Regions from separate parts of the Mus musculus genome. Here regions 2, 3, 4, 5, 6 and 7 are each linked to region 1. A link is a contact called in public promoter capture Hi-C data. All regions are on one chromosome and are shown on one strand. The core of a region is the stretch at or near the end of the contact, and the rest is flanking DNA. Distances in the headings are between cores, read along the strand shown. Region 1 holds the start of Zc3h6 (zinc finger CCCH type containing 6). Region 2 holds the start of Mrps26 (mitochondrial ribosomal protein S26). Region 3 holds the start of Fahd2a (fumarylacetoacetate hydrolase domain containing 2A). Region 4 holds the start of Zfp661 (zinc finger protein 661). Region 5 holds the start of Ebf4 (early B cell factor 4). Region 6 holds the start of Nop56 (NOP56 ribonucleoprotein). Region 7 holds the start of Tmc2 (transmembrane channel-like gene family 2).

Region 1 (4,417 bases), core at 1,101-3,600:
ATCTATATCCTTTAAACTAAAGTTTCATTTTAACTTCTAAGTCAGTATTTTAAAACTTCAAATTCTACTTTCTAAAAAACCCAGGGTTTGTTGTGTAGGGCAGGCTGCCATGAACATGCCACCTTCTTGTCTCAGCCTGAGTGTTGGATTACAGGTATGTATTACCACACTGGACCTCAAACTCTTTTCAAAGTCTGATAGCAGCCAGGCATGGCAGTGCACACCTTTAATCCAGCACTCTGTAGGCATAGACAGGCTGATCTTTTTGAGTTCTAAGACAGACTGGTCTACATATCAAGTTCTAGGCCAGCTAAGGCTAAGGAGACCACCTCTCAAAAGGGATGGGGGTAAGAGAAAACCATGGTGTCATTGTTCTGTAGAAGCATTATTTTGATTTCTAAACTTGGTGACACGTTTTATTATGTAAAATACATATTTCTACATATTCAAGTTACACTATCCACTAACATGAGATTTCCTTTCATATTAATGAATTTTAAGTACATCAAGTCACTGGCTTATCAATAGACTTCTCAACATTATTAGTTAATTCTAGGACCTTCACTTTTAAACTTTTTTTAATAGGGCAATATTGGGCTATGAGTGTAGCCAAGTGTTAGAGTACTTGCCTATCACACAAGAGTCCTTAGGTCCATTTGACAGCACTGAAACTACAAAGGTATCATCTTTTTTAAAAAATCATTAAAAATGTCCAGTGCAAGCTTCTGCACTTATGTAAGAGCACTTTTTACTATCTAAACCTTGCTACATGCTTCATTGATGTCTTTCTAGAGAATTATCATTACATTAGTGAAGTTCTTAGGATTTTTTTAAATCCCTTTCAAGGTTGCCATATATTTTGGCATTTAAAATTTCAATGATTTTTGTTGGTTTTTGTTGTTGTTGTTTTGTTTTGCTTCCTTTGTATTTAGGGAAGGAAGGTGAGTGTAATGCTTTATCAAAAGCATATGATATTTATCAGGAATTCTTAAGTCTTATGGGCCACACTAGAACACAATGTATCTGAGACTATTCACAAAGCAATGTGAGGATGTCCACTTTCAAGTCAATATTCTAAGTAGGAATCAGCTGAATGAGATTTGGCACCAGGAGTTTTAATAAAAGTCCTCCTCTGACACCTTTAAAAATTTGTTTATCAATGTCAAGAGTATATTCTGTAAATGCCACCAAACCTTTGAATGGTGCTAAGAATGTGCCTCTCAGAGCACAACAAAACTAAAACTGGAAAATGAGAATCTCAGCTAAATAGTCAAATATTTATTTAGCACCTAGGAAATCAGGTAAAGCTAAAACTCTGCAGTCTACTTGTGTTAACGTATTTAATATGAAAAACTGCCATTTCACTTTCCTGGAGGTTATAGGACTGCGGCAGACACATGGCCTGGGAGTGGGGGATGGGAGGGAAAGAGACTCCCCAACCCCCTCCAAAAAAAAAAAAAAAAAAAAAAAAAAAAAAACTAAACATGTTTATTTTCAGAGGTAGACTCGGGTCGGAGGCAAACATCCACTAGGCCTACTACTGAGCTTTTGGGGCCGGTTCCAACGGGGCTGCCAACGCCGGTCACTGGCCTGGCGGGCAGCGGCCGCAGCCGCGCCGCCGCCCGCGTGGCGCCGACGACTGAGCCGGGCCAGGGGCGGGGGGCTCGCACGTGCCCGGCGGGGGCGGGGCGGCGAGAGCGACGGCGACCCCGGCTCCGGGAGGCGGGCGCGGCCGCTTCGGCCTCCCCCGCGGCGGCCGGCAGGCAGCGGCGGTGGACGAAGGTGCGCGTCACGGAACCGATGGAGCCACACAGAGACGTCTAAGTCATGCAGGAGGCGCCCGGCCCCGGCCCGCTCCCGCCGCCCCGACCCCTCCTCTCATCCGACAGAAAGACAGACAAGAAGGGTTCCCGACCTGTCGTGCCCTGCATGTTCAGAGTCTGTCATGTTTGGTCAAGAACGGGGCGGGGCTGGAGGGCAGGTCTGGAGGCCGGCGGCGGCGGTGGCGGCGGCAGCGGGGCGCGGGGAGGACCCCTGCGCCGCCTGCGGGCAACCCTGTCCCCGGCCGCCGCCGACAGGTGACGAAGTGGTAAAAACTCACGGTTACTAGTGAGCGACACAGACACAGACTTTCCAGTCTATTAACAACCAACGCCAGAGAGATGGGGCTCTAACTGCAAAGACTGGGCAACGGCCCCGCGCTGCCGGCGCTGCCGCTCTAGTCTGTATTCGCCGCCGGAGGCTGAGGCGTGGGAGCCGGCGGGCGGCGTGCAGCGACGCGGGGATTTGGACAGTGGCCGTAACGGTGATTTCTCCTCACCAACATGGCGGCACCCGAAACAGGCGGCTCAGAAAATGGCGCCGGCCGCAACACCTTGCCCGGGACTAAAGGGCAAGTGGAATTCCTCCGCGAGCCGCGGCCCTCTCCCAGCCCGCCGGTGCCGAGCGCACTAGCCATTGGAGGAAACTGCCCGTCAATCACTTCCAGGGGCGGGCCTTTAATACGCTCGCTGCGGCAGCGGAGGCAGCAATCTGATGGGTGTGAGGCCAGGGATGCGGTTCGGTGGCGCGTGGAGTTATATCGGGCGGGGCAGGTCACCCCGCCAGGCCTGCTGTGTCCACCAGGTCCTCTGTGCCCATTTCTCGATGTTCCTGCGAGACTCGTCGTCTAAGGCTTTGGAGTTCCGGACTCATCACACTGTCCCCCTCCACCCCGCCACCGTTAACTGCGCGACAAAGAAAGGAACCCAGGACTGGCGGTTTTCTTTGTTAAAAAGAAAGAAAGAAAGAAAAGCTTTCTTTGTTGCCGAAAGAACTCGGAATCATCCTTAAGCCCTTAAACTTGTAGCTGTTATGTCTCCGTAGTGTAAGGAAGACTGCCTGCCATGCAACTTTTTCTGATACTAAATTCACCCAGTCCTTACTTGACGATTAAAAATAGCTATTGAGGTAATTAAAACATGATCTTGTGTCTGTTAGCGGTTTAGATGTGGAATTCATTCGAGTATTTCATAAGAACAAGACTTCATTTCTTCGTATGTCCATGGCCTTCAGACGTATTTCCATATCCTTCAGAAATAGTCTTGAAATGATGAGTAATGTATACTTAGTTCTGAAGGAAAGTTAATTTTTTTTATTAAAATGATAAGCTTAAATGTCCAATATTTCTAAATACACGACGTCTTTTGTCTTTGATGTGTAAATAACGTGCATTCAAAGAGCAATTGCGATTAGATAAATGTGAAAAGAGAAAAAAAGTTATTTAGTTGAATGCAGCTATTGACAAGACTTGAACCCTGACAGATCTTCACGGCCCATTATAGGAAACTTTCAAAAGGCACATCTGTTTTAACTAGAGAAGCAATATTATTAGTTTTTGGAACTAAAATGTAAAGCCTCTTCATTTAATCGTTTTACTAGGAACAGTGAAAGGCTTTTGAGGTGTAACAGCTGCTCTTCACAACTGCATTTTCTGCTTAGACATTAAAATAATGATTTAGGATTTGAATTTGATTTTTTTTTTTAATAAAAAGAAAATCTTTGAACTGGTACACATTTGAGTATTGCTGTTTTCAAATTCGTTTGGAAGTTTAAACGCACACCAAAATAAATTCTGGGCATTAGCTTACTCAGAAAAACAACTTTTGAAATGTTGCCTCCAGACAAAATTAACATACTGACACACTTGGAAGGTCCAATTGTTGGCTATCTAGGCCAACTCAAGCCACAAGGAAAGGATTCCCTGTGGTGTACTCTATTTGTAAACTTTATATACTTTATAAACCCTCAAGGCAGGAAAGCCACAGCTCTCAGCTGGCTGAACACAAAGCAGTCAGGCCCCGCACCCAGACTTCCCTAACAGCCCTAAAGGTCATCTTCTAAGGGCTACTGCAGTCATTCATTCGCAACCTGAGCTATGAAAGTGGCCAAGAAAGTGCCCTACAAGAAAAAAAAAAAAAATCCCGCCACCCCCTGAAAAGGAAGTCTCATTAGTCCCTGGCTTGTCACAGAAACCAGTTCCTGAGCATGAAAACCAACAAATCCCTGAGCAGAAAAATTCACCAATCCCTGAAAATACCAAACTCTGGACTTGAAATCCCAACAGTCCTCAGCCTGGAAAACTGGACAGCTCCGCCCCCTAAGAAATCCTATGGAAGGCCTGCCTTCAGCTCAGTCAGGGGCTGTTTTCTCACCTGAGCAGAGGCAGCAGTCCTGCGGTTTTCTCTCCCAATAAATCCCTTGTGTGAGGTTTGTTGTACTGTGTGACTTTGTGCCTCCCAACTGCGAGGATACCTTTCCTTTCAGACCTACAACATTTCCATCATCCGCAAAGAGTATTTCCTCGCCATTTGTTACCCTCTGTTGACCTCAAAATAGAAGATAACCTGGAATCTGCTCAGCCCTTTCCTCTTTAAAA
Region 2 (4,417 bases), core at 1,061-3,560, 1.6 Mb before region 1:
TCACTAACATGTATACATTGCAGTCATGAACATCTGGGTTTGATCCCTAGTACCACATAAAAGCCATGTGCATCTAATCCCAGTGCCGGGCAAGCATACACAGATCAATTCTCTGAGGCTGGCTGGCTAGATAGTATAATTAGTGAGTGCCAGGTTCCAGTGAAAGAACCTGTCTCAAAAGCCAGAATAAAACACAGTAAAAAATAAACTAAAAAAACCAAAACAAACTTAAATCAGACCAAGGTGAGAGTCCTGAAGAATGACACCAAGGCTGCCCTCTGGCTACCACTTACACACACAGAAGGGCAGCAACTGACTGGAAGAAGCAGGTTTAGCTTGGGAGTCTACCACCTGCTGAGTAGTTCAAAATATGATAGATCAGGACAGGGCCTGGTTACAGAAGTCACTGCTGGAGAGCCATCAGGAGAAACAGGGCACCCTTTTTGCTTCCTGGATCTTGGACACACCAGACCCTAGCCAGAAAATCCCAGGATTGAGCAAAGCAGGTACCTAACTCATAGCTCAGTTAGGTGAAACTTGCTTCTGGCTAGAAACCTAAAGACTCAAATAATTAGGGACAAACGCCTTTGATTTTACAAGCAAGTTAGCATCTGGTGTAACTACTTTCCTCTTTCATTAGCACTGTAACTATAGCCAGTAAATGGGCAAGACTGGGCTCCAATACTTTATTTATAAAAGCAGGAAACATTTGGCTCACACGACTCCAAGAGACTTACAAGACAAGCTTGGCTTCTAGAGGGGACACAGTCCAGTCCGATCCTCTGTGCGATAGGAACTTCCCAGAGTTTAATGCTGCCCTGAGTTTGTCTGTGGTGCCAGAACAGGGACATCTGGGAGTTCCCAGTCAGGTGGTGAGTGCCGAGCCTGGAGTGACTGAGGTTGCTCTGGAAACGGCTGAGCCATCCTCCTGGGATGTACCAATTCCTATCCCAGTACACAGACCCTAGGCAAGCACTGTGCTTATTTGGGCCCCCAGAAGTCTCTGTGCTCAGTTCCTGACCACCTGCCCTTCTTTGGTGACGGCCCAGTTGTAACTCTTCGGAGAGTCCAACGCTTCTTCTATCCGTGCCTCCAGGTTCTCCCGAGTGATGAAGTTTTTTGCCTCCTCCTACAGGAAGAGAAAGGTTGGCTTTGTGGGATCTCTCCCAGAGCTGGCTGCCTGCACTGTCTCTAGTCCACGGGTGTCAAAAGAACCCAGGGTCTCTTTGAGTGTCCCACCAATCGTCCAGCACAACTGTACTAGGTGACCTCGACCATCATATTGCTCTTCCTTGGACAATCACCCATCAGATCTCTCGGCCACAACCCAAGAACAAATCGTGACAACCTGATTAGAGGTGGGTGGACTCTCTCAAGTGCATGAATCCCTCTTACGTGTTAAAAAGCGCTCCATTCTCACTTACGGTTTCCCTGACTTCAAGTTTCACAAGGCAATACTAGCCTGTAACCTTTTACTGACCATTGCCTGCGAGGCATACCCTCTGCGCTGATGGAGAAGCCTCCTGAAGACTCTGGTCACTTGACGCCCAGTGCTGTCATCCCCCCCCCCCCCCCCCAGCCTCCCTTGCTGGGGTCTCCAATGTCCACATTCCCCATGACCTCCTGCATGCCCACCTGCAGCTTGAGCACTTCTTGCTCTTTCAGTTGCACCCAAGCCTGCTCCTCCTGAGCCCTCTGGGCCTGGGCCTCAGCCTTCTGCACCTCCTGGGCCTGTGCTTCCAGCTGCAACCTCGCTATCCTGCGAGGGGCAAGACGCCGAGGGTGAGCGGGGCCACAGATGAGCCTAGCCCAGCCCACCCAGTCCCGGGCCTCTCGCACCGTAGCTCCTGCATTCGCCGGTTCTCGTCCCGGTTCCAGGCCATCAGCTCCCGGTGCTCCGTGATGGCCTGCTGCGCCTTGCGCTCGGCCAGAACCCCGGCTCGGGCCTCGTGCAATTTCCTTCGCACCTCCAACGTGAACTCTAGCCTGGGGAGGACGGGCTTCGAGTCAGCACCCACCCTCGGCCCCGGCCCTTCCCGAAGGGCGTCTGCCCTCCACACGCACAAGCACACGCACCTGAGAGCGCGCACGGTCTCCCGGTACTGTCGGTAGCGCTCGGTCAACACGAAGAATTCCGCAGGGTCCACGGCGGGAGGCGTCTGCACCCGTCCGACCTTGGATTTGGCAGGCGGGTCATGGCGGGTCTTGCGGCCGCGCACGGGCAGGAGCAGCGGGGTCGGGGGCCGAGTCTCCGGCCGCGCCGCCAGGCGGTTCAGAGCGCGCAACATGACAGCCAGCGCCTGCGCCTGCGCCCGGCCCGGAAGTGGCCGCGGAGCACCACGGGAGCCTCCTGTCCTCGTCCCTGTTGGGCGGAGCTCTTGCTGTCTGGTCCAATGCACGTCCGGACTCTCGGGTAGAGTGGGAGGGGTCGAGGGGCACCTTGGAGACCCACAGCTTGCTGGGCTGCGTCGCCCGCTAAAGACAGCTACACCGCAGGACGCTCTGCCCACTTGTTCACAAGTTTGGACACCGTCCCAAGTGTGTGGCTCTGGGGCTCTCTGGCCCGCCGATGGCCTGTCTACCCTCCCAGACCTGATGCAAGAAATTTGGAGTTCCTGGCTACTTTAAACTTTAGATTTGCAAACCATTTCCTTGCACTGCACTGCCCTGCTGTGGTCTTGGGGGAGCTCTGCAGTTGCCAGAGTTCTCAGTATCAGTGACAACTTGTTCTCAACTGGGCGACCTGTGAGGTGACCCTTGTCCTCTTCCACCTGACCCGGGGTCTTCCCACCTCGAGACTACTCTTATTTATGAAGTACAATTTCCTCTCCAACTGAAGAGAAACAGCAGTGCAGCAGGGCAGAGAGCATCTGTCTCAGAAGTAGCTCGTTCCCCTCTGCCTCTCCAGCAAGGAGAGTTGTTGGAAATCAGAAGCTGACCCGAGTACTGGGGAACTGAACTTTCACCCCACTCATTAGTATTGTCTAGACCAGATTCTGCAGAGAACACCAGGCCATGGTCCTGCACTTCCAGGACACTTGGGAGTGTCTGAGGAGCCAGGACTGGGTGCAATAACAGACATTTTCTCAGAAGAGAACAGAGGCTGCTTAAACCCTGCTCTCAACTTCCAGGCTTGGTGGAGGCCCAGTCTGCACTTTCTTTCTCTCAGTCAGGCTTTGGAGATGAGATGCCAGAGTGTACTCTGGAGTCCTGGGGGCAAGCTGGTGACAGGTTTTCCTCCAGGGTTCCGGCCATAAGACCATTGCTGGGCCCTGGAGGATCCAGGATGGATGGTCTGTGGAAACCAGGGCATTACTGCTGCCCTACCCTGGAGTACCACAGGGTTGCTCCGAATGTCAGGGAACCTGACACTCCCACCCTGTTTTTGTTTTTGTTTTGTTTTTTGGCAGGGTCTCACTAGATAGCTCTGTCTAGCCTGGAACTTACAGTGTAGATCAGGCTCACAGAGATCCACCTGCCACTGCCTCCTAAATTCTGGCATTAAAGGCATATGCCACCATACCTGTCCTAACCCTTTCTTCTTCAGGGTCACCCTAGACAACCGGCAACTCATCTCAGATAACTTAAGTGTCTAGGCCAAGAGAATATTCTAGGGTATGGGCCATTTCCCTAGAGGCTCCCTAACCTTGCTGGCTCTGAAGTCCTCTCGCTAGTCAGGTGCACCCATCCTTTTAGAAGGTTTCATAAATGTAAGAGATTTAGATCTAAGGTAGATGAAAGTGTGGAGTCACTCTGAGTAGATAATGCTACAGAACTAGAAGGCAGGTTTTCTGCCCTCTTTCTTTGGCCTGATGGGGATGTGGACTGGTATGCAGTGGTGATGAAAGTAACTGTTTCCATTCACTGACCCTCCCTGCTAAAGTGGCAAGATAGAATTGTTGAGGGCAGAAGCCAGGAAAGGAGGCTTTTCTGGGCACTTCATGGGTAGAGGCACAGAGCTGGAGGGACGGAAGCCTCCTCATTTACCAAGGGGTAAACTATGAATGAGGTGATTCCAGGTGACTGTAGGACCCTATTCAGATGGTTCCTGGATTTAACGATCAGGCCATTCTATTTCCTCTGGTGTCAAATCCAGTGATATCTTTAAAACAAAAACCCTCAAACAGGGTCTTTCTTATTTGCTGGCCTTATATTTCTAACAAAGCCAAGGCTGGCCTTGAACTTGTAGCAATACCCCTGCATCTACCTCCAGGGTGCTAAGATAGTGTGTGCCACCATACCAAGGTACAGTGATATCTTGAAACAGGGAGGTACAAGTTGCTACTCAAACCCCTTCCCACAATGTTCTATGAACAAATATGAAGTTGCTGTTGGCTTTTAAGGTCACTGGACAAATGCTCCCCCATCTTAGATCTTCCTAGGAATCGGAGGTTGAAACACAAAGCAGAATGGGGCT
Region 3 (4,417 bases), core at 956-3,455, 1.5 Mb after region 1:
CTGCATGGTGATCTATTTGGATCAAATTGTGATCCAAAATGTCCCTCTTCTTCCTTAAGTTTTATGCCAGCTGTTTTGTTACAGCAGCAAGAAAAGTATGTGGGGAATTCAAGGAGCCAGCCCCTCCTATTCTCTCTCTACAAGTTTTTATAATTTTTATGTGTATGAGTGTTTTGTCTGCATGCATGTCTGTTTACTACATGCATGCTCAGTACCTATATGGGCCAGAGAGGGTGTCAGATATCTCAGAACTAGAGTTACAGCTCGTTGTGAGGCACCATGTAGGTCCTGAAACTCAAACCAGGTCTTCTGAAAGAGCAGCAGGTGCTCTCAACCACTGAGCCATCTCTCCAGCCCACCTCCTCTCTTTCTGCCAGCCGTCCATGCCACCATCAACAGTACACATGAATGTCCTGGCTGAACTCTCAAGACAATCAACAACACTGAAGAAAGAAGCAGATGTCAGTCCCTTATTGGCATGCTCTGAAGTTATTGTCCAGTTTCTAACTGTGAGGATGAAGCCTGATTTTACCTGAGAATTTGTAATCGTTGATATCAGAGCTAGGAAGAATGTTGTCAACCCCACAAGCAGGCTAAGCAACCATGGAGTGATGAGTCCCAGGTTTGATGTGCAGCTCCAAGACCTAGAGCATAGCAAAATCGCCTGCTCCTGTCACATCGGTTTGGTTTCATTGTGCTGTCAACCTCAGCTGACATCATGAACTATGAAGAAGAAAAACAAAATCACACAGGAAGGAAAGCCCTGGTCTTTTTCTAGGATTGAAAACATTGGTGTTAAAAGAAAAAAGAAGTCAGGTGTGGTGGTGCATGCCTTTAATCCCAGCACTCAGGAGGCAGAGGCAGGCGGATTTCTGAGTTCGAGGCCAGCCTGGTCTACAGAGTGAGTTCCAGGACAGCCAGGGCTACACAGAGAAACCCTGTCTCAAAAAACCAAAACCAAAAAAAAAAAAAAAAAAAAAAAAAAAAAAAAAAAAGCCTCACTGGGAAAAAATAAGAGGAATCTAATAAAAGCCTGTGCTTCTTCCTGGGGCAATGGAAGCCTCGGATGCTCTGTCTGGACCTTGATTCACTTAGGAGGCTCCTTCTCAGAGTCCCCTTTACATTTTCATAGGCCAGAGGACTCGGGGTGTGGTTGTAGAGGATGTTTCCACCCGAATGCCTGCTGCCTGGACTTGCCCATCACCCCACACACACCCTTTTCCCCCTAAAATAAGGTTCGTGAAGAACAGGGTGCTGCTACAAGTAGGTGAAGTTGGTGAGCCCTGACAAGCCTAAAAAGTAGACAGGCCACCATCTGTCTTCACTGTGTGCATTAAAGAAAAAATGGTGAAAAGCTGGCTACGACTTTGCCAATGTGGTCACACTGGAAAGAAAAGAGAAAAGACAAGAAAGGAAAGGGGAAAAGGTTCAGTGACTCCCCAAAGTCCATCTTTGGAGTCCCGACATGAGGTTCAGATTCTCAAATAGAAAGCAAGTGGTGTACATAACTAAGCAGTCTTGGTCAAGGTGTGGTCTTGCCGGTTATTGATCCACCATTATCTCAGTTCCAGTCTATCCCACAAGATAGTCTGACCAGTTGCCAAATCTGTGATATAGCTTACTGGGTGACAAAACTCCTCCTCTAGCTGGCACACACAAGCTTCAGTCTTTTCTTTCCCCCAGCACACAAGATTCATGGGGGAAAGCCCAGTAGCTGAAGGAAGGACACAAGTGTCTTTTGCCTTCAGAATCGCTTCATACCTGCCAAGACAACTAAATAAGTGGTTGGACGAGCCCTTACTGGCTCAGGAGCCATCATGGGCAAAATCACTCCTAGCCTTTATGTTTTCTCCACGAATACAACACATATAGACATCCCTGTCCTTGGTGGGTCAACATTAGAGCACAAAACTACTTGTTACTGTCTACCAGAGTGCTTCCTGGACAACTATGAGTAGGTGCCTGGCCCAGAAGCAGCGCCTGGCCAGAATTAGAAGCTCAAAGGTCGGATGCGCTCTCTCCGAGCCTGGGTATCCCAGGGTCACCCTGGAGCCAGCCACGGTCTCCCCAAATGCACACACTAGGCACCTGCTGGAAGTTCTGTGGCTAAAAGAAGTACCTAACAGCAGGAGGGCGGACTTCCGGGAGGAAGCAGGTGTCCTCCTGGTGGCGACAGCTTCGTGACGTCACCATATCGCGACTGCGAAGGGGCGGTCCCTATATTCCTTGGAGAAGAGTTAAGTGCTTGCAGCGGTACTGGCTGTGGCTTCTCCGCCCTCCCCTCTTGTCCTGCGGCTCCGCAGGCGTCCGCTGACAGCGCAGGAAGCCGGACAAGTCCGGCTGCAACGACCAGGTAAACTGAGGCTAGGCCAACTCAGAGGGAGTTGAACCGGACGTTGGGAGCCGAGTGGCTGACCTCGGTTCCCAGATCAGCAGGGTCACACGCACGGCGCAGCGCCTCAAGCTGCCCATTGCTGTGCTGTTTGCTAAGGGACCTTTGTGCTGCGAGTCATAGTGATTCGAGAGAATGAAATAACCTGTGAGCGCCCGTCACAGATTCATCATCAGCGGGGCTTAGAGTTATCAGAGAGCAGGTGTTCTGCCTTACCTCCACGGCCATGACCATGGGCTGGTAGCAGTTAGGACCTGAGAGGAGTAGGCAGGATTGAAACTAGATTATCTTGCTTGAGAAGTATCTTGCTTTTGAATTAAGAACTTCAATGTCATCTAGACATGGATTCAAATGCCAATTTTCTTTTAGCTGTAAGACCCTTGAACCTTAGGCAAACCAAACCCCTCTTACCCTATCCAAGCCTTGGCTTGTTCATCTGTAAAACTGGACCAGCAGCACCTGCCAAGCCACCGTCAAGAGAATTATAGTAGACCTCACAAGTGAGACACTTGGCTTTCCCTGGGACAGTACTGTTTTAGTGTATGGTGTGACTGGTCACATATGCTGGACCAGCCTTTGGACTGTGGCATGGCGGTACTTGTGTAAAACGACAGAGCAGGAGATGGAAAGCCTTTGGTTTTCTGGCCAGACTTGCAAGCTGGCACTCTGGTGATCCTGAACAGGGTAGGTTGGCTCAACCAGGTGAGGACCAAGAGCCCTGAACTGACGGAGCTACGTCTAGCAGTCTCTCTCATTTTTAGTATAAAGACGTGTGTGTGTGTGTGTGTGTGTGTGTGTGCGTGTGCGTGTGCGCGTACGCGTACTTTAGTCTTTGAGACAGAGTTTTTCATTGGCCTGAAACTCAACAATTAGGCTAGACTGGCTGGCTAGCAAGCCCCAGGAATCTACCTGTCTCCACCTATCCGGCACTGGGATTACAAGCATAGACCACTGTGTACAAACTTTTTTATGTGGGTTCTGGGGATTTAACTGATCTTCAGGCTTTCAGTGGAAACATTTTACCAGCCATGCTGTCTTCCTAGCCCCACACTGGTTTTAAAAGAAAGCTATCCAGAAGGGAGAGGACTCTGACAGGGAATGAAGACCAGACCTAGATTAAGACAAAGAAAGGGAATGAGTGAGGATATAGAGTGCAGATTATCTGGGGAATAGCTCAAGCTAGCATGTGCCTTCCAGGCCGGCACCTGTACCATTAAAAACAAAGGCAGCACGATAATGAAGCTTAACTTTGGGTGGAGCCTGGAACTCATAGCAGGCCCTGAACCTTTTCAATGGTATCCAAGAGGTCTGGATCTGAAGAAGGAAGACATGGGCCACGTCCCAAAGTTGATCATCACTAGGCTTTTCCAAGAAGTGAAAAGTCAAGTCCCTTGCACCTTCCATCTGTTCAGTGGACAGAGGCAGTGCAAGCCTGTGTTCCATACACAGCAGCAACAGTGTAGGCTCAGTAGTTAAAGAGACAGACATTGCTACTGAACCCAGGGAGATAGCTAAGCAATGTGTGAAGCCAAGTATCTGGGCTCTTGGTGCCCTGAGTCTCCCTGTTCACCAGCAGCAGAAACTGGTACCTACTAGAGGTGATGGAGGGTAGCTCCTAAGCCAAGCTGGCTGGGGTTCTAGCTTGAGCATGTGAGCAGAAGAAAGTGTTTAACTCAAAAGGCAACAGGACCAAGTATTTTTAAAAGTTGCATGAGGTAGCTGGGAAGCCATTTCTAGCAATAGCCATTTGCCTAACTTGGGGCTGAGTCCTAGTCCTGCACACCTTAGCCTTCCCCAGTGAAGGGGGACATCCTCTAAAAGCTAGAGGTAGCGGCCTGGCCATCTTCATAACATCATCTCAACATCTGAGGCCTGTGTACATCAGTCGCTCATATCTGTTACCCCACATGCAAGACGGCAGGTCCGAGTTAGCCTGCTGTGTTTCCCACTTGCCTGCAGTGGTGGGAACTTTCAGGAAACACTGGTTGAGGCAAGGCTGGGATCCCCGGAGCTAGCTTAAAGCCT
Region 4 (4,417 bases), core at 868-3,367, 1.4 Mb after region 1:
TGGTGTTTTGTCACGGCAATAGAAAGTAACACAGGGGCTTTCTTCATTAGCTTCTTGGGATTATCATTTAAGGCTTCTACCTTTCCTGAGGGCAGTGGTTGTTGGGCAAGCCACATTTGCTACCTAATGTCTTGGTCATGATTCGAAACACCTGCAGTCTCTGAGCAAGTTCAGAATTGCTTGTGAGAGTGCCTTGGCTACTTTGTAAGTCTTTGCAGCACAGGCTGGGGAGGCTTTAGTTCATTCAGTAAGGATATCCATGAAGACCTATAGGCAGCTGAAGACGTGGCAAGACTTGGTAAACTATGTCCTCCAAATCTGTCACAGGTTCGTGACCATGTCTGAGCACATACCATGCAGCCCCCAAGAAACTCAGGAGCAGACTGGAAGAATCATTTTCCTGAGAAGAGGTGATTGTATGTTTCTCCTGACCTTGTCCAACCAAAGTATCACAGGGCTCTTTTACAAGCTCTCTGGGAACATAGTTGAGGATTTCTGTATGCAGCCATCCTTCAGAATTGCAGAAGAACCCTTTCACAGCTGCCCTTTTCACTGCCTTAGGGGCAGACCGAGGCTTACAAGAGATCCATGAGACTGACAGAGGCGAAAGGGATCAACAAAAATTAGACAGCAGTGCTGAGACCTTGGCAGCCTAGTGATATGATTTATTCCCTCTACTGACAAGCCACCCATTTAGTGCCCCCTGTAGCCGACATAGCAACACTGGAGAGTTTCTGGATGCCATGCACGAGAGACAAAACCTGTGGTCAATATTTGATGGGACTGCTCTTGGAGTTCAGCAAATCACTTTCCTTCCAGAAAGCAGCATGAACATGTAACATCCAGAAGGTAGGTATTTACTCAGTAGAAAAATTTACTTCTTTACCAATTCTAGGTTCTATTTAAGAAAAACTGATATTGGAGAGGTTTAATTGATAGCCAAAGAGATCAAGGTTTTAGGAAGGGTGTACAGATAGTAATGGGAGATCAAAGAGTCATTGTCAGTCCCTGGAGATACTGGGGTCATCTTGGGTTTCAGGATCCAGTTGTTCAGACAGGTATGGTATGACCATTTGTGACCACCCAATGGCCAGATGAGAATGGGTATCAGCCCTGCTTTTTGGTAATGTATAGTTGAAACAGCCCATCCCTTTGGAAGTCCCAGTGCTGGAGCTTTCTTAAGCCTATCAAAAGAGTGTTCCTTAATCCCTCAATTACAAATGGTATGGGCTTGGGACCCTCATTTAATTTCTCATGACTGGCCTGGCTATTTCTTTAAATATTGTAATTCATATTCTGCAGTATCCAGTTAATTCCAGAAAAGCCAAAACCTGTCTTTTGGTTCAGAGAGGGGGCAAATCCAGATCTCATAGTACCAAATGAAGGTTGCCTTTTTTTTTTTTTTTTTTTTTTTTTTTTTTGCCTCACAAATTGAGAATTTTCCCTAGAAGTTTTGCTTCCTTTTTGAAGTTTTGTAGCCTTTTTGAGCTTTTGAGATACAAAGAGGCCAGGTGGGGTGATGCACACCTTAAAGCCCAGGTCTTTGGAGGCAGAGACAGGTGGATCTCCAAGTTTGAAGCCATCCTGGTTTACATAGTGAGTTCAGGACACAGAGAGAGGGGGGTGGGGTGGGGAATGGACTGAGCTACAACGTTTAAAGTCTGTTGTTTGGCTGGTATCCTCTGAAGCAGTAGGTAGAAGGTCACCCTCATTCAGGATTACAGCTACAGAGTTGGGTGTAAATTCTCCGACATGCTACCAAATCTGGGATTAAACCTACACCACGAATTCTTGATGGAAGACTGCGACAGGTATGTTTCTGGGCTCATGCATCTGGGATAGTCTACTGAAAGAACGGGAACCCTGGCTTTCAGAAAAAATAGGTACACTGGCAAACCGGAAACGAACTAGAAATCGAACTTGTGCTGTTTAGGGTCAGAGCCTGGTCCTATCCGTTTCAGCACCACAGACCTGGAGTGCAACCTTGTGCAGGATTTTACCCGTCATCTCACGGCGCGCCGGCTATTGATGCTTCTGGGAAGTGTAGTTCATGCAAAGGCAACACTATGATTGGAGCTCAGAGGCCGAAGATCTTCGCGCAGGCGCACTGCCTTCCCGACACGAGGCGGTGAGTGTTCGCAGGTTCCCAGTACTCTTGCCAAAGGTGAGGGTTGCGGGTCTAGGTGTTCAAGAAGCCGAGTGGACGCGGTGGCGGAGGAGACACGGGGACACTGGGCACTTGGGGGAGGGTTAGTGGGCGTGGCCTGTGTGGACAGAGAGTCTTCCCTTCTGGTGTGTGTCGGTTCCGTGGGGACAGTGTCCTCGTAGGGTATGTCCACTGTGTGTCAGAATCCTGTACTTTCAAGTTGGAGATCCCGGTCTTCCTTTCGTTCCTTCTTTCCATGATGGGTGCTACGTGGATGTGGATGGTACCGACGCTAAATCTGGGAGCATCCACTCCATTCTCTCCCAAGTCCCCTAGAAAACGTCTCCCTTTGCTTCAGCTTCTCGCCCTGAGCCTGCACCGGAATGTCCTGGTGTGAGCATAGGGTGTTCCTGGACGATACCGGATTTGAGGTGAAGAAAACCCCAAAGGAAATCGCAAATGGCTTTAGGCAATTTTAAGATGATATTGACTGGAGTGCACTGTTAAGGAATAGTGGGAAATAAGGGTGAAGGGACTATACTGCGGCCAGACAAGACCCACAGTATCAGAGTAAGACCCACCAAGCACGATATTTTGTGCGTCTCAAATGAGGTCAACATAAACAAAATTTTGAGAAACAATTCTAGAGGTTGACATTCTGACCACCGTTAAATCGAACTAGCACAACTTCGTTCCAACCACCAGTAAGTGTCAGATGTCTAGAAGTCCGTGGGATGGCCAGTTGTCTGTTACTCCATTGAAGTTGTTGGCAATTTACTAGTGATCTTTTCCCTAGTGTTCTTTTTACATTTGAGATACGATCTTATTTTGTAGCTTAACCTGGCGTTGTGTTAAGCCTTAGCCTTCCAAGTGCTAGCATTACGGGTGTATATCACCATAGTTCTGTTTTCCGTGAAATTTCAGTCACGCGAATCAAGCTTCCCGGGATGCTGGGATGTGTTGCAGGTAAAGATCTGCTTAACTTTATGGCTATCTTTCAATGAAAGTAAATTATAACAGAATTAAAAGCTTCCAGGCAGACTTTTCCCAGTTCCACCTCAGCCTTTTACAAAGCCTGACTCTCTTAATTGCTGTGAAATAGTGCCTCTCTTATTGATGTATGACGATGGAACTAAATTATCTTTATAGAAAGCACTCAGCATAGTGCCTCATGAGAGCAAGCACTCAACGCTAGTTATGGTGGAGTTCCGTAGTGCTCCAAGTGTGTCTAGCCGCTGGACAATAGATTATTTAATCAAGTTGTCTGTCATAGATGCTTAGGAGAGTCCAGATTTTGGTTGCATTACCTAAAGATTAAATAGGATATGTGTAATGTGCTTAGGAAGCTGGCTGGCAGATAACTTTCAATAAAGATAACGTGTTAGTGATGGTTAATTAAAGCCGTTGTAACTATTCTCTTATACTTCTTAAATAAATTCTCGAAGAGAATTGGCCAACCTAAGAATGTCTGTGTTTGAAGGCTCTTGCTACTTGTCCCAGTGATCTTCCTAAAGAACTTAACTAATGAGGACACAGCTATGCTGAAATCACCCCTTGCCCAAAGCACCTTTTGATGTACTCTGACCTCTGCTGGTTTCTCCGGTTTCATGTTCTCTACGGTGTTGCTCACAAGTGACTTTCTCCTATCTAATTTCAGTAGTAGTTCTTGATGTGATAACGATCTGCCTCTATCTATTCAAGACTCCAGGTCCTCCCAGCCTGTGAAGTTTCGAGCACACACACACACACACACACACACACACACACACACATCAAAACTGTAGGTCCCAGATGTGCAGAGAAAGCTGCTGCATTTCTCCCTTGACCTCTTCCGGCCTGGGCTAAGGCAGTGCTGAGATTGCAAGCACACACCGCCACACCCCATCAGTCTTTAGTTAGACTCTTCATTGTGAGAGAGTGAGATCCAGTTAGCTAACTTAAGCAAAGGGAGGTTGAAGAGGGTAAGAGTCTTCTGGAAATCCAAGAATAAGTAAAGCTGCAACCGGAGCTCACTTCTCTCCTCGGGAAGCACCGGTGAGCTCCAGCACTTCAGCACTAATGGAGCCGCCACCACATCCATTGGTTCTGTCTTCCAGGACTCTGCTCCTCTGGGCCCTGTGACTACACAGAACCTTCTCCTAGCTTTTTGACTCATCTCCTGCATATTGTCCCAACGTTTTAAAATTCATGTTCACAAAGAAGGATGTCATCTTTTCATACCAGATCATATCTGTCGTAGTTTTTGTTGACTAAATACAAACTTAGGCACAC
Region 5 (4,417 bases), core at 901-3,400, 1.3 Mb before region 1:
GGCAGTAGGCATCCATAAGCTTTGCAAACCAAGTGGCTGTGGGCTGAAGGTGAGGAAGGCGCAGATCATCCACACCCAGCAGCCCTGCAGGAGCGTCAGCCAGGCAGGGAAGGACGATGAAGGGGAGGCTGGGAGATGGAGGTTTCTTGTTATGACTTGGGATGGGAAGACCTGAGCAGAGGACTGAGGGGGGAGATACACACAGGAGAAAGGACGAGCAACGTGGAAAGAGACAAAAACAAGGAGTAGCCTCCCCTCTGGAAGTGGGAAGAGAATCACCCACGGGTTTGAAAACTCTCAATCTGTGTCCTAGAATGACAGTTTCCAGACTCGGGGACAAGCAAGCTCAGGCCTGGAAAATGTTCTGTTCAAACCTCAGAAGGCGTTGGGGTTCAGTTATGTGGTCTTGGGGACTCGGAATAGACCCCACTCGAGAACCTTTCTCTGTGTAGAGACACTGTCGGTGACTAGGATTGCTGAGGCTGAAAGTCTCATGCCCAGATTTCTTGCCCCTTCACCCACTGTCAGGATATCATCTCTGGCACCCCTGCTTCCCCCTCATCTAATCTGGCAGCCCTGGGCAGGTAGAGAGAAAAGTCTGAAAGAAACAGCAACTTCCAGTCTAATACACTCAGCTATAACGTCACACGACCGCCTCAGCGGGAAAGCCATAACCAACAGAAAAGGAGGCACACACAGTTTTAAGGCTAGCACAAGACAAACCTTAAGGGGGTGGGGGAAGGGCATGGGAAGGAAATAAATATACCAACACACGGAGAGCAAGGAAATACACCAACACACGGAGAGCAAGGAAATATACCAACACATGGAGAACAGTAGTGTTAAAACATCTGTTATTGTGTTTCTATAGTCTCTAGCTAGACCGTTCTAACTAGAGACTCTAACTTACTGGAATCGGCTCATCTGGAATACCCTTTCCTGTCCAGGAGAGATCATTCAACAGAAAGCTCAGCACTCTCTCTTTGAAGACAGATGTGCAAAAATACTGCACCCCTTCGTCCAGAAAACACTCTCTGTCTAGTACTGGGTGAGGCTGGGAAGCACCACAAGTGATACCTGATCAAGTCTGGGTGTGTGGATGGGAGTGATGTGCCAGCCCTGGTCTGCTTCGACACCCTTCAGATACTGGACAGAAGCTATTTAAAACTTGAAGAGCCAGTGCCTACCCTGTCCTGGATGTCCGCAGGGACACCTACTTAGCGTGAGGCACCGTGAGCATCTGATCAGACGTATAACCTCCAGTCCATGTTGTATAATGAGAGGGAGTGTTACAGAGACCAGGTTCCAGCTGCTGCCGTGACTGAGTTAACAAGCTTTCAAAGTCCCCATCCAAATTCTGGTGTCCATTCCTTACAGAAGTCTCCTGTCTAGTCCCCTATGCCTCCCCCTGAAAAGTAACCAGAGCCGATTCTGCTAATTCCCAAGAGCTTCCAGTCTCCTTCAGGTTCTAACCAAAACCACTCAGACGGAGGAGTCCAGCCTCATTCTCAGCCCCAATCAGTTCAGCAAGGCTAACTGCCCACTGGCTAAGCCTCTCTTCAGCCCCACCCACATCTCTGGTTCTGTACACCACAGAGTTTCTTGCCTTTCTTGTTGGGTAGCCACGGAACTGGACAAGTGGAACGGTAGAGACTGCACAGGAAGAAGGGGCTGTACATCTCTAGATGACTAGTAACTGTGGGCCATGGCTCCAGGTGTGCGGGAGGAGGCGACACCACCTCCAGAACCCTGGACCCTAGTGAGCAACCCGCCCCATATCCTCAGGAAGAAGTCAAACTCACACAGGGTGAACAGGAGACTTCGTCGGGACAGTCAAGAGTTAGGACTCCCTCCACCCCTCGCTCCAGTAGCTAGGCGTGCAGGACGAAGGCGACACTAAGCGGTCCAACCAGCGTGCTAGTTCGGGTGGAGCGCTTACCTCTGCGCCGCGGTGTTGGAGTCCAGGATGCCCGCGCTCTGCATCCAGGAGCGCACCGAGCCCAGGCTGGAGGGCAGCAGCGGCTCCTCTTTCAGATGGAGCCCACCGCGGGGCAGAGCGTCCTGTGCGGGGAACATAAGGACCCGCAGTTCGTGGGCGCCCCCAACTGCCAGGGATCCCGTCCCGCCGAGGCTGTGGGCGTCTCAGCTCAGCCCGACCCGACGGCACCAGGAGCCTCCAGGAGCGCAGCGCTGCACGGAGTCCCGGCGCCTCAGTGCCGCTCGCCTCGCGGGTGCTTTCTCAGAGAAAACGGGTCCCCGGGCGCCGGCGCTGTCCCCTCCCCTCCCGGGGCGCGGGGCGGGGAGATGGAGGGATTCCCCCGCGGCCTGAGAGCCAGTGAACAGACTGAGAGCGGAGCCCGCACCGGCTCCGCACGGAGGCGCCCCAGAGGCGCGCTCTGGCGGCTGCCCAGCGCGGCGGTCGTCGGAGGGGGGGGCGAGCGCCCCGCGAGGTGCCCGCCCTCCCCCCACCCGGGTCTCTCCCCCGCCCGCCCGCGGCGCCCGCGCGGGGCGCTGATTACCATCCGAGAGGGGGAGGCTGCGGCCGTGGAGGTCGGCGGCGGCGACGGTGGTGGCCGGGGCGGCAGCAACAGCAGCAGACGCGCGTCCCGTGGAAAAGCAGGGCCGGCGCCGGGCCAGCAGACGCAGCCGCCGCCAGGCCCCCGAGTGCCCCGGCGCCCCGGGCCTGCCGCTGCCCCGGGCGGCAGCACCTGCAGCAGGAGCAGCAGCAGACCGGCCGAGTCCCCCCGGGGCCCGGTCCCCGCGCCTCCCCGCCGCGGCCGCCGCCGCCCGCCGCTCCCCGGGGCCTGGCCGCGGGCCCTGGCCATCCCGCCGCCGCCGCCGCTCCCTGGGGAGCGGGAGCCGTAGGGAGGGAGCACGGGCAAGAGGAGGGCTGTCGCAAGCGGGTGGGCCCAGGGGACTCGGGGCCAGGGGAGGCGGGGGCGGGGCGCGAGGCCGGCCGAGGGGCGGCCAGGGACGTGACATCATCGGGGGAGGAGCGGCCGGGCTGGGGCCGCGGCGGCGGGGCGGACCCTGACGAGTCCGTAGCCGGGCTGGGGGCCACGGCCTCGGTGGAGGGGCGCCGGGAAGCTGGCCCAGGCCAGGGAAGATGGGGAAAGGATGGGCTGGGGGCTGCGCGGCGAGGAAGCCCGGCCTAAGCAGGGCAGCTCGTCCACACCACGCTGGGGAATCACCACGGCCTCCCCGTCGCCACCAGACGAAGCTCCAGCATCTTTGTGGTCCCATCTTCTTCTCCTAAGTATGCGCCGCCCTCTCCTCAGCCAACGCTTGATTCTAGGAGTCGCTGCACCCTTGGTGCCACTTGACCTCGGCTTAACCTCCGCGCCTTAGCGCTTAAGGGTCTCTCACCTTGTGGTGAAGATGCGGCCCCAGGCAAGCTGAGCTACCCGAGTCCTGCACCTCCCATTCTTGTTCCTGTCCCTGGATTACCTAAACTTAAGTTTACATTCCCACCTGAGTTTTTGAGAAATCTCTTGCTTCTGAAAGCAAGTAGACGTTTCTGAAAGGCTCAGGTGAGCTGGGCTCTTAAACCTAAGTCCAGCTCACCTCCTTTTCTCCAGCCTTCTTTCTGAGTCCGTTCATCTTTTATATCTGCACAGAAATCATCTGGCCTTCGACCTTGGGGCTATCAGCAAACCTTGGTTTGAGTCCAGCAGTTTCCTGCAGAACAGCAAAAGGTTGGGTGGCCTTGTTCATGCTGCTCTTTGCACTCTGAGATCTTCACCTTCCTGGGGGTGAGATGGGGGATGCTCCACGTCAGCCCTTAATATCCTGCCTAGCACTGATCCACAGAAAGGACCCCAGTGACACTAGAGTTCCTCTGCCTCTTCTCCTGACCTCCTGGGTCTCTACTCTCCCTCTTTTTTGCCCAGTTTTTCAACACCTGTCACCTGTGAAGGAGGAAGAAGGGGCACTGCCAGTCTCACGCAGACTTCTCACGGTCTTGGCCTTTACTCACAGAATAATCAAAAGCAGGTTTCTCAAAAGGAATTCTTTTCCAACTGGCCTCTACATCCCTTTAGATGACTCTAAACCTTGCCCCTCATAGTATGGCTCCTGGATCAGCAGCATTGACATTGGTAGCTTGTGACAAATTCGGAATCGAAGACCCTCCCAGACCTGTCACGTCAGAGCCAGCATCAGAGAGCCGGAGTGCTGGGATCACGCATGCCAGCTACTACGTCTGGCTAAGACTTCCCATTCTTAAAAGTCCTTCCCCTTCTCCCTACCTCCTACAACCTCTGCCCCTCCTGTTTCTGCAGCAGTTCACAGGAGTAGCCACCAAGGCTGCTTTGCCAGGCTCGGCTGGCTGCTCCTGGAGACTCACAGTCTGACTCCTCCCTGTTCTGAAACTGTTGCTTCTGCTTTGACTCCGTGGTCCTCTTGGGGCTTCTGGCCC
Region 6 (4,417 bases), core at 1,317-3,816, 1.3 Mb before region 1:
AGGCTCATCCCCTCTTCTCTTCCCCACCATGCATCAACTAGGGACAACATGCTAGCCACAAGGATAGCGGTACAGAATGCTGAGTTTCACTCCCCCACTTTGTGTTCCCCATGACGCACCGCTTCCCCAATTAAGGCTGACAGGCTGGGGGCTACTTGGCTCATCTTGGAGCGAAGGTAAGTGTGTAGGCTCTGGCGATACTCTGACAAAGACACCACACGACTGGAGAAGCTCTCGATGTTTATCAAGTCGATAGCAGATATGTCCATGCCTAGGAAACACCTAGTGTGAACAGGGGGACCAGATACTCAAGGAGTCTCGTACCTTATACAGGCTGCCGCGCTCCGCACTGACCCATGGAGGACCGAGAAGCATCCAAGATGGCCTTAGCCTTGGCCCCGTCCATCGTAATTTCTTCCAGTTTCTCTAACTTCTCTTCATTCAGCTCCCTGCGGTTCCCAATGAACTGAGCCAAGCGACAGTATGTGGCGTTGTCATTGACGATCTTCACCAGCTCTGGAAAGTGGTACCCATACCACTCCCTGTAGAGGAAGTCATTCTCTGATCCAGCTATCAAACCTCAACTCAGGTCCCAAGCTCTCTCAGGCCCGTGTCTCCCCATTCACAATACAGACCAGGCACAGTGGCCTAGGCTGAGGTGTACATGGGGTAGGTTTATTCTGCCTCCTCTTTCTATACAGTCAGTGTAGGAACACAGCCTGTGGTAAGCACAAGGAGGCCTTGCTTTGGTCCATGATTTTACCCACATGAATCATCGGCCATGCTCGACTTCTATACCTTACCTGACGCGCATCGAGAAGGTATTGATATCTTTATCCAGTTGGTCCAGGAGGCTTATGGACTGAATAATCATGTTGTCCACTCGGTTCACATTAAATTTAACTTTGGCACGAGAGTAGCTGTGTCCCAGCCCTAGCTGGGCCTTACAAGCAGAAAGATCTGTCAGACCCTTCACCAGATTATGGAAATGCAGACGAACTCCTAAAAAGAAGATGGGACTTTAAGAATAGATCCTCCAGGACCCAAGTAACCACTCACAGCAGATCACATCACCAGGCCCGTAGGCCCCCTGCTGGCTTCTGTGGGCACTGCATCCACGTGGTGGACAGAATAAATGAAATAGGACTCTTACCTCGAAGGATCTCAGCTATCACACCACCAGTCTGGCAGTTGTACCCCAACTCTTCCTGTATTGCAGCACCAATCTTGGGGTCTCCAACCCCCAGAAGTACTTTCTTCTTTTTAGATGGCAGGTATGTCTCCAGGAGCAGGCGGAGGTCCTCGTGAACAACACCTTTGGGACAAAGAAAACAGCTCTAAACCACACATTGCAGATTGGAGACTGTCTCCAATCGGATTAGTTAACACCCATCCCCGCAGGCATTGCTCAGACACATGGAGTCGTCAGTGATCTCTCAGGGGATTGACAGATATATAAGTCATCATTGCAAAGCCTGGCTCTACCACAGGTCCAGGAGCACAATTGTAAAGCATTTAAGTGCTTTTTAAATTACAAGATTTATTTATTATATGTACACTGTAGCTATCTTCAGACACCCCAGAAGAAGGCATCAGATCTCATTAGGGATGGTTGTGAGCCACCATGTGGTTGCTGGGATTTGAACTCAGGACCTCTGTAAGAGCAGTCGCGCTCTTAACCGCTGAGCCATCTCTTCAGCCCCTGCATATTAATGTTTTAAAATGCCATCCTGTAGGTCTCAAATAATCCCTAGACTGTATCAAGCTTAGAAGAAAATCATCTAAGAACATCAACCACCCAGAATCCCATGTTCCGGAGGGACCGACTCACCTTCAGACACAGCATTGGCATTTTCCAAGGCCACCTGGGATGAAGAGAAGGGACAGAAGGCCACCAGACGAACGACATTGTGGAATTTGCCAAGGTTAAGCACACATTCCTCCACCTGGAGAGAAGGATGAATGGGCTTTCTTTGAATTTGGCTTCTACAGCGCAGTAAGGCAGAAGCACCAGCTGTTGTAGCAATTGGTGCCTGGGCCCCGAATCTTAATTCTCAAGAAATGGAAATGAGATGTTTATCTCCGACCGCTTCCAATTATATAGATTCGCGTTAAAGAGTCCCCTCATTCTAGAGCTCCCCCCCCCCCCGCCGGGCCCGGTGCGGTCGGCCACGTGGGAACACGCGGTGCATGCTGGGGTTTGGCGGCCTTAGGGGCTGCATTGCAGCTCCGCGAGCCCACCGAGCTCACCCACCTGCGGCAGCAGCAGGCTGATCTCCTCCACTTCCTTCAGCGCCAACAGCGCGTAGCCGACCGCATGCTCGAACAGCACGTGCAGCAGAACCTGAAAAGAACCGGCGCGCGGCCATCAGTCAAACTTCCCAGTCCGCGGGGCCGCTGCTAGAGCAGGCCCTGGCTCAGACCCGGAGCACGACCCCGAATGCAAACCCAGACGCACGCTAAGGCCTTCACTACGCAAATACCCCACCACCACTCCTCACCATGGCGCCTGCTCCGTGCCCAGCTCGCAATGCGGCTAGCGCGCTCTGGCGCGCGGAACCAGACTGCGGAGACCACACCTTCTCCGGTTTGACCAATCAGAGGCTGCGGACGAAACCATTGTCAGGTCTTCGGAGGGGGTTCGCGGGTGTGGTATCGTCCGTCGGGCGGGTTGGACTACCACGGGCGCGAGCGGGCCTGCCAAGCCCAGCCTCTGCGGCTGCGCGAGCCGGTACTGCGTCTGTAGTGAATGGTGTCGCTCCTGCCGGCAGGCCGCAGAGTGGCCTGGAGACCACCCTTCTTCGTTCCTCGTGCTTTTGTCACCCGTGTGCCGGGCGGCAGAACTCGGTGAGGGGACATGAGGCTTCCTGATAAGCCTCGCAGGTTTCCCGCTGCCCAGATATTCCGGGTCCTCGTGGGACCCGGCCTCAGACCCTGCAGAAATGGCGTCTTCTTGCTGCCTGCCTCTTCCTTTTACATTTTGTTGTTAACAAAATTGTTGGTGCGGGCTGAGGCATAGACAAGAGCGGTTTACCTCTTCCTAGTTCTGTTCCTTTCCCTGATTCATAGAACCCAGCGCTGCTCGGCACCACGTGGTTGCTCATGGCCGCGTAGGCCCAGAATTCTTCCAAGGAGCTGCGTTCCTGTTTTTTTCAGTGCCAGTTTTAGGCACACCAAGGTGGATAATTTAAAATCACCTTTGCTTTAAAAAAGAAAATAAAAAGACACTTTACTTTAGTGTTAGGATTATAAATCCCAAACTTGATGGCCTAGTCGGCCATCAATGGGAGGAGAGGCCCTTGGTATTGCTAAGATCATATGCCCCAGTACAGGGGAATGCCAGGGCCAGGAAGCGGGAGTGATTGGGTTGGGGAGCAGGGCGGAGGGAGGGTATTGGGGGCTTTGGGGATAGCATTTGAAATGTAAATTCAGAAAATATCTAATAGAGAGAGAAAATAAATCCCAAACTTGAATAGTCTCTCTTAAATAGTCTATGCCTTATGCGAGAAAAAAGAATCATGGAGTAAGTCGGCTGTACATTGTCTATCATGGAGTAAGTCGGCTGTACTTTCTCTATAATGGAGTAAGTTGGCTGTACATTGCCTGTAATGGAGCTGGCTTGGATAATAAAGTGGACTTGGATAGTAAAGAAATGTGTATGTATTGCAACTAGGAAGCTACAAGCGCTTGGCAGGACATGGTGGAACGCACCTTTAATTCTGGTATTTGGGAGGCAGAGACAGGCCTGGCTACATAGCAAATTCCAAGGCAGATAAGGTTACCCAGTGAAACTCTGTTTCAAGAAAAGTAAGCTATAAATGCTTGTGATTAGATGAGGCGACACAGCACAAACAAACAAGCAAAACAAGATGTTCCTTTGGCTTCCTCACCTCCACCACTTCATTAAAATGTCACCCCAGGAGTTGAATGGTGACACGCACCTTTAATCACAGCACTTTGGAGGCAGACATCTGTGAATTCAAGGCTAGTTTGGTATATATCGATAGCTCCAGGCTAATCAAGGTTACATGGTAAGACCCTGTTTCAAAAAAAAAAAGAAAGTCCTCCAATATTTATAGTTCTGAACCTAGTGGGATCTGTAGATTGTGATATCAGACACCATTTCTTCCCTTCCCTAGGCTTCTTTGATAAATTAATTGCTCTTGCCTACGTTCAGACAGACCTTTCCTACCAAAGTAGACTTTTGTAAAATTGTTGAGTTTTGTCTCCAAGTTATCCTTCGCCCTGCTTCCTGAATATTTCTAAAGCAGAAATTCATGTTTTGTTTATGGTTGCTCATTGTGAACAAAGTAATAAGAAAATTAAAGGTGTTGGTATCCTATAATCAATCACCTGTGGTAGTTGTTCTCCAGAAAGGCCAATAATGATCCATGCCTCCTGACAACCAGGCCTATGG
Region 7 (4,417 bases), core at 881-3,380, 1.2 Mb before region 1:
AGGGAAGAGGGAGAAGGAGATGGGGATGGAGAAAGAGGAAGGAAAATGTGGGATGAGTAGCTGGAGTTTTAGGGCTAACATGAGCCTGGCACACTACCCAGGAGTGCATCATTTCTTCACACCGTATCACCCTCTCCACCCTATCCTCCATGCACAAGAGCAACTCTGATGTCTTTCTCTCTCTACCATGCAACCAAGGACAGAAAGAAAGCAAATTGCCCTCTGAAAGTCTCCTGGCAGCAGCCCCATCTCACTATGGTAGCCTGCAGATGGGAACTTGGTGCCAGTTACTTTACTCAAGACGCTGTCAGTCCAACATTTCCCTGATCCCTTGGAAAAGTCATAAGTTCAGAACTCTCCCATCTCCCCACCCTCACCCCCACCCCCACCCCCACCCCCACCCTGCAACAGAAAGACAGCCACAGTAGGTGAGAATTGTTAAGGAGAGACAGCTGCCAACAGTGGCTTTCAGTATCATGCAGATAGGTGGCCAACTCTAGCAAGTTCACTAATGCATGGCTCTCTGCACAGGTGATTTTCAGTTCCTCTAGGAGCCCTGCAAAGAGGTGACAACCACCCTCATCCCATCGGTGGGTCGGGTCGGAAGAGGCTAGCTACCCTGCTCAAGTTGCAGGATCTGAACTCAAATGCAGGGCCTTCCCATGCCTCTTGAGACTGCCTCTCCGATACCCACTGTGCCCAGAGGCCTGTTGAGTAGCACCCATGAGGATGAAGATGAAGACTCACCTTCCTCGTCCAAGCTCTTTAACTGGGGGCTCATGGTTACCAGAGTTTCAAGGCCCTCACACTGGCTCACGTCTTCATATACTGCCCAGCCTGGGGTGACTTCCTGCTGTCATGGTCACTGGCCTCTTCCTGGAACCTGACGGCAACTAGGGGCCTCTGAGGTTGAAGGTAGAGGTAGGTTTTGTTGGGGAGAGAGATGGGGAGAAAGCAATGAGTTTGCAGCACGTCAATCTATCCAGACACTCCTCCGCTCGGGTTTCCCTGCCAAGGACAGTGTGGCCTCACATTTCAGACATCACTTATACATGAGGGCCCTAGAGGGGTAGGAACTGTGGACTCATCTCCTGATAATGATACCACAGGCATGCCAGCCAGGGAAGGTGTGAGCTATGTCGCAGGGCTCTTTCCCAGTGTCTTGAGTCCCTGATTGGACTCAAAGGTATAAGTTATCTGGGCTTTGGTTTAAAATGAAGATTTTTAAAGACAGGCAATGGAATCTTCTTTTTTTCCCTCTCCCTCTCTCTCCATCATGCAGCGTCACACCAATGGCCTTATGCTTGCTAGGCAAGCGCTCCTGGGTCTTGGAATCTACACTTTGGACCTGAGTCAACAAGGATGACTGTCCCTACTGAAGTCACCTGCTTCTTCATTCAGTAGCTTTCTCTAATGCTGCTTGCCTTTGTGGGAGGTTTGTTTGGATGCTTTGAGAACCACTGTTATCATGTAAAAGCAAGGCTGCAGGACCAGAATGGTACCAAGGTTCTTGTTGTTATCAGTTGATACTGCAGTTCAGAGCATTCCCCCTAGAGGGATTCCAAGTCCTTTTATCCCTTAAAAGGGAATCGATCAGACACAGAGTTGCAGCAAAAGATCCACTTCCAAGGAGGAATCTGTCTGGGACAGGGAGGTTCCGAAGTTCAACAATCCTGCAGAGAGTTTTTTTCCCCCCTGTTATCTTAGGAGCATTAATCCAGCAGCAAGGAGAGACATAGGCCTATAAAAGCCCCACTTAATTAATTTCAATTTGATGGGTACATGATGTCTATTTACCAAAAGAACAGCGTAGCTTCCCAACTAGGGCCTATAGCCTTTCCAACCATGGGATTTGACCAGATTTACAGTATCAGAGAGGAATCCCTTCATAGGATTGGCTTCAAATCCAATCAGAAAGTGGTTGCTTACCTCTGGAACAAACTTGGCCACTATTTTTTTTTTTTTTTTTGGTTTTTGGAGACAGGGTTTCTCTGTGTAGCCCTGGCTGTCCTGGAACTCACTTTGTAGACCAGGCTGGCCTTGAACTCAGAAATTCGCCTTCCTCTGCCTCCCGAGTGCTCGGATTAAAGGCGTGTGCCACCACGCCCGGCAAACTTGGCCACTCTTGCACTATATTATGCCTGAGTAGTCAGTTGTATTGATGCGTCATGATGGCTAGCTAATGGGGAGGACGCTCCCAGGCCAGTTTCAGTTTTATTTCTTTATATTCTGTGACCAAGATGTGTGCTGTCTTCAGCAATGCAGTCTTACTATCGCATTCTCGTAGGCAACTGTCGTGTCTGCTCTCAACCAGCAAGAACGACACGACCACCAGTTCTAACAGCAGTTTAGTCAGCAAGCTTCAATCTTCATCTCTCTCGCTTCATCTTTTTCTCCCTCGATCACCGGATCTCTCACTCTTATATACTCTCAGCCCCCAACCACTCACAGCAAGCCACGTCACCTCACCAGGCACGCAGCTTCAGCCAATCAGGGCGGTAGGGGCATGTCTCTACCAAATATGGACTTGTTTTTACCGCCAGCATCATGGTGCACCTGCGCAGCTCTCACGATGGTCATGGCTTATTTTCAGGTGTATGAGGAAGTCAGGTGCAAATCATAAGACTTAGCTGCAGTCCCTGGCGCCATCTTGGGACTGCTGCCACACCTGCTCCTCACATCTCTCCCTTTTTTTCTTTTTTGGCAGAGAGAATGTCTGTCTTAGATTGCCCCCTGCAGCAATGCCCCTTACCCGTCCTTGGGAGACAAACAGCATTGGTTTGATCCCTGTCTTAGGTTGGCGACACGCCCAGGGAGTCTTATCCGTCATTGACTACTTCTCTAGCATGCCAAGCCAGCCACACTTGAGGACATTGTCCTGTCTGCATGCGGCAGGTGCACCAGAAGGCCAGGACGCTGATTAATCTATGGCCTGATTTTGATTGCTGCAAGCAAGCCTCTTGGGTGAAGGTAGAGATCTGATCCCCAGTGTGCAAGCATAGGGGCCCTACACAAAACCATCCCTTGGGCTCATCACCCAGAGAGGTCTTGGCCAGCTCCGTGTTGTTTTTCCTGGGGAAAGGGAACTAGGACACTGAATCTTCATGCAATCAGACGTGCCTTCCACAGGATGCCAACAGCTAGCTATCCTCTGTGCAGTGCTTAGCCTTGCAACCCACGGCATAATGCAGCATTATTTCTTTAGAGCGGCAAGCCAAATCTGAGGATATTGTCCCGCCTCCACTGCGGCAAAGGCCTGCGCCACCATGGCAGAAGTGCGGGCCTGCACACGCTGCACCCGACACATACACCAAACACACAACACACACACTATTACAAGCATACATCCCAGGGCTCCCATCAGTCCTGAGGCAAGGGATCAGTGCAACTACCATTCACCCCACATAACAACCATACATATAAGGGGGCACTGCCCAAGGTGGAAGGGAATCAGGAACACTCCTACAAAAAGGAAGGGGGGAGGCCCATCTAAGTTGGGAGGGTATAGTGCCATTGCCCTTGGATATACTGGCAGGCCACACCCCTCGAATCCAGGTAGCATTAGCTTTAGTAGATACAGCTGAACACAATCACTCATCTGTGAAATATTTTGAATCATCTGAAAACACAACAATCCCTTTAGCTGAAGCAGCATAGAAAAAAGGCAATTGTAGCGAAGCATTAGATGTAAAGAATTGAAGAAACACTTGAATGCGTCAATGGCATGGTTTCGGGAACACAGAGCTCTTCAGTTCTCACTAGCGGGAGGATTCCCAGCCACAGGAACATCCACATCCTCATAGCTCTGCTTGTTTTGAATCGCTCTGGTCAGCTGTTCTGGGACCCACAGCGGTTGTCGATGATCTCGATGATCCCGAGGAAACACAAACAGACCCTATCTCCCAAACCAAACAATTGATTCACACATCTTTTTCCTTTCCCCCTCCCCCCTCCCCCCTCCCCCCCCCCTTATCCCCTTCCTGGAGGCAGGAAATGAAGAAGAGGGCATAGAGGACTACCACGTACTAGCTTGCTCAGCCATCTTTCTTATGCCACCCAGGGCCACCTACCTAGGTGGCACCACGCTCAGTGAGTTGCACCCACACACATTGACCGTGAACCAAGAAAATGCTCTGCAGACTTGCCTACAGGCAATCTGTTGGTGGTGGTGGGGTTGTTTTGTTTTGCTTTTCTCTTCAATTGCAATTCCTGTTCCCAGAGAACTCAAGCTTCTGTGACATGTTGTCATGGAACCAACCAGGACAGGACAATACTTGCTGAGCCATCTATATAGCTCTCGGTTCCTGCTTTCAATCTAATTTGCTAGTCCGTGTGTTTGTTTGGAAAACTAAGACCATTAAGATTTACTATTGAAAAACATGTAGTAATTCCTGCATTTTAAAAAGATTTATTTTTA

The links. Promoter capture Hi-C pulls out the DNA fragments that hold promoters and counts their contacts.
Region 2: a promoter capture Hi-C map of liver shows a contact between it and region 1, with 3 times the contacts expected there. The contact joins the promoter of Mrps26 here to the promoter of Zc3h6 in region 1. A contact is called at or near these places in 3 of 39 promoter capture datasets (the 3T3-L1 cell line and liver) and 1 of 9 other capture datasets (adipose tissue).
Region 3: a contact with region 1 is called in a promoter capture Hi-C map of pre-B cells, with 2.4 times the contacts expected there. The contact joins the promoter of Fahd2a here to the promoter of Zc3h6 in region 1. A contact is called at or near these places in 2 of 39 promoter capture datasets (the C10 cell line and pre-B cells).
Region 4: a promoter capture Hi-C map of pre-B cells shows a contact between it and region 1, with 3 times the contacts expected there. The contact joins the promoter of Zfp661 here to the promoter of Zc3h6 in region 1. A contact is called at or near these places in 2 of 39 promoter capture datasets (hippocampal neurons and pre-B cells) and 1 of 115 datasets of contacts at active chromatin or transcription factors (differentiating embryonic stem cells).
Region 5: a promoter capture Hi-C map of liver shows a contact between it and region 1, with 2.6 times the contacts expected there. The contact joins the promoter of Ebf4 here to the promoter of Zc3h6 in region 1. A contact is called at or near these places in 6 of 39 promoter capture datasets (the C10 cell line, the HPC-7 cell line, cranial neural crest and 2 more), 1 of 115 datasets of contacts at active chromatin or transcription factors (astrocytes) and 2 of 9 other capture datasets (adipose tissue and liver).
Region 6: a contact with region 1 is called in a promoter capture Hi-C map of pre-B cells, with 5 times the contacts expected there. The contact joins the promoter of Nop56 here to the promoter of Zc3h6 in region 1. A contact is called at or near these places in 11 of 39 promoter capture datasets (the 3T3-L1 cell line, the C10 cell line, the HPC-7 cell line and 7 more), 1 of 115 datasets of contacts at active chromatin or transcription factors (astrocytes) and 2 of 9 other capture datasets (adipose tissue and liver).
Region 7: a contact with region 1 is called in a promoter capture Hi-C map of hippocampal neurons, with 4 times the contacts expected there. The contact joins the promoter of Tmc2 here to the promoter of Zc3h6 in region 1. A contact is called at or near these places in 3 of 39 promoter capture datasets (cranial neural crest, embryonic stem cells and hippocampal neurons).

The regions. Positions count from the first base shown.
Region 1 is chr2:128,965,335-128,969,751 of GRCm38.p6, reverse strand. It overlaps Zc3h6 (zinc finger CCCH type containing 6), which reads right to left and starts at 2,350. Exons shown (of 12, transcript NM_178404.3): 1 at 1,916-2,350. The coding sequence starts at 1,947.
Region 2 is chr2:130,561,650-130,566,066 of GRCm38.p6, reverse strand. Mrps26 (mitochondrial ribosomal protein S26) reads right to left here and starts at 2,310. Exons shown (of 4, transcript NM_207207.1): 1 at 2,077-2,310; 2 at 1,840-1,986; 3 at 1,636-1,759; 4 at 673-1,129. The coding sequence starts at 2,288. The coding sequence ends at 1,010. It overlaps 4930473A02Rik (RIKEN cDNA 4930473A02 gene), which reads left to right and starts at 2,318. Exons shown (of 9, transcript NR_040348.1): 1 at 2,318-2,413.
Region 3 is chr2:127,442,353-127,446,769 of GRCm38.p6, reverse strand. Fahd2a (fumarylacetoacetate hydrolase domain containing 2A) reads left to right here and starts at 2,205. Exons shown (of 8, transcript NM_029629.2): 1 at 2,205-2,353.
Region 4 is chr2:127,582,377-127,586,793 of GRCm38.p6, reverse strand. It overlaps Zfp661 (zinc finger protein 661), which reads left to right and starts at 2,117. Exons shown (of 5, transcript NM_001111029.1): 1 at 2,117-2,164.
Region 5 is chr2:130,293,672-130,298,088 of GRCm38.p6, reverse strand. It overlaps Ebf4 (early B cell factor 4), which reads right to left and starts at 2,150. Exons shown (of 17, transcript NM_001110513.1): 1 at 1,940-2,150. The coding sequence starts at 2,076.
Region 6 is chr2:130,272,561-130,276,977 of GRCm38.p6, reverse strand. It overlaps Nop56 (NOP56 ribonucleoprotein), which reads right to left and starts at 2,566. Exons shown (of 12, transcript NM_024193.2): 1 at 2,502-2,566; 2 at 2,255-2,344; 3 at 1,832-1,946; 4 at 1,154-1,315; 5 at 804-1,002; 6 at 355-542; 7 at 120-271. The coding sequence starts at 2,504. Snord110 (small nucleolar RNA, C/D box 110) reads right to left here and starts at 1,463; the gene lies at 1,405-1,463. LOC115489609 (a small nucleolar RNA gene) reads right to left here and starts at 741; the gene lies at 609-741.
Region 7 is chr2:130,192,907-130,197,323 of GRCm38.p6, reverse strand. It overlaps Tmc2 (transmembrane channel-like gene family 2), which reads right to left and starts at 2,130. Exons shown (of 20, transcript NM_138655.1): 1 at 1,930-2,130; 2 at 748-901. The coding sequence starts at 781.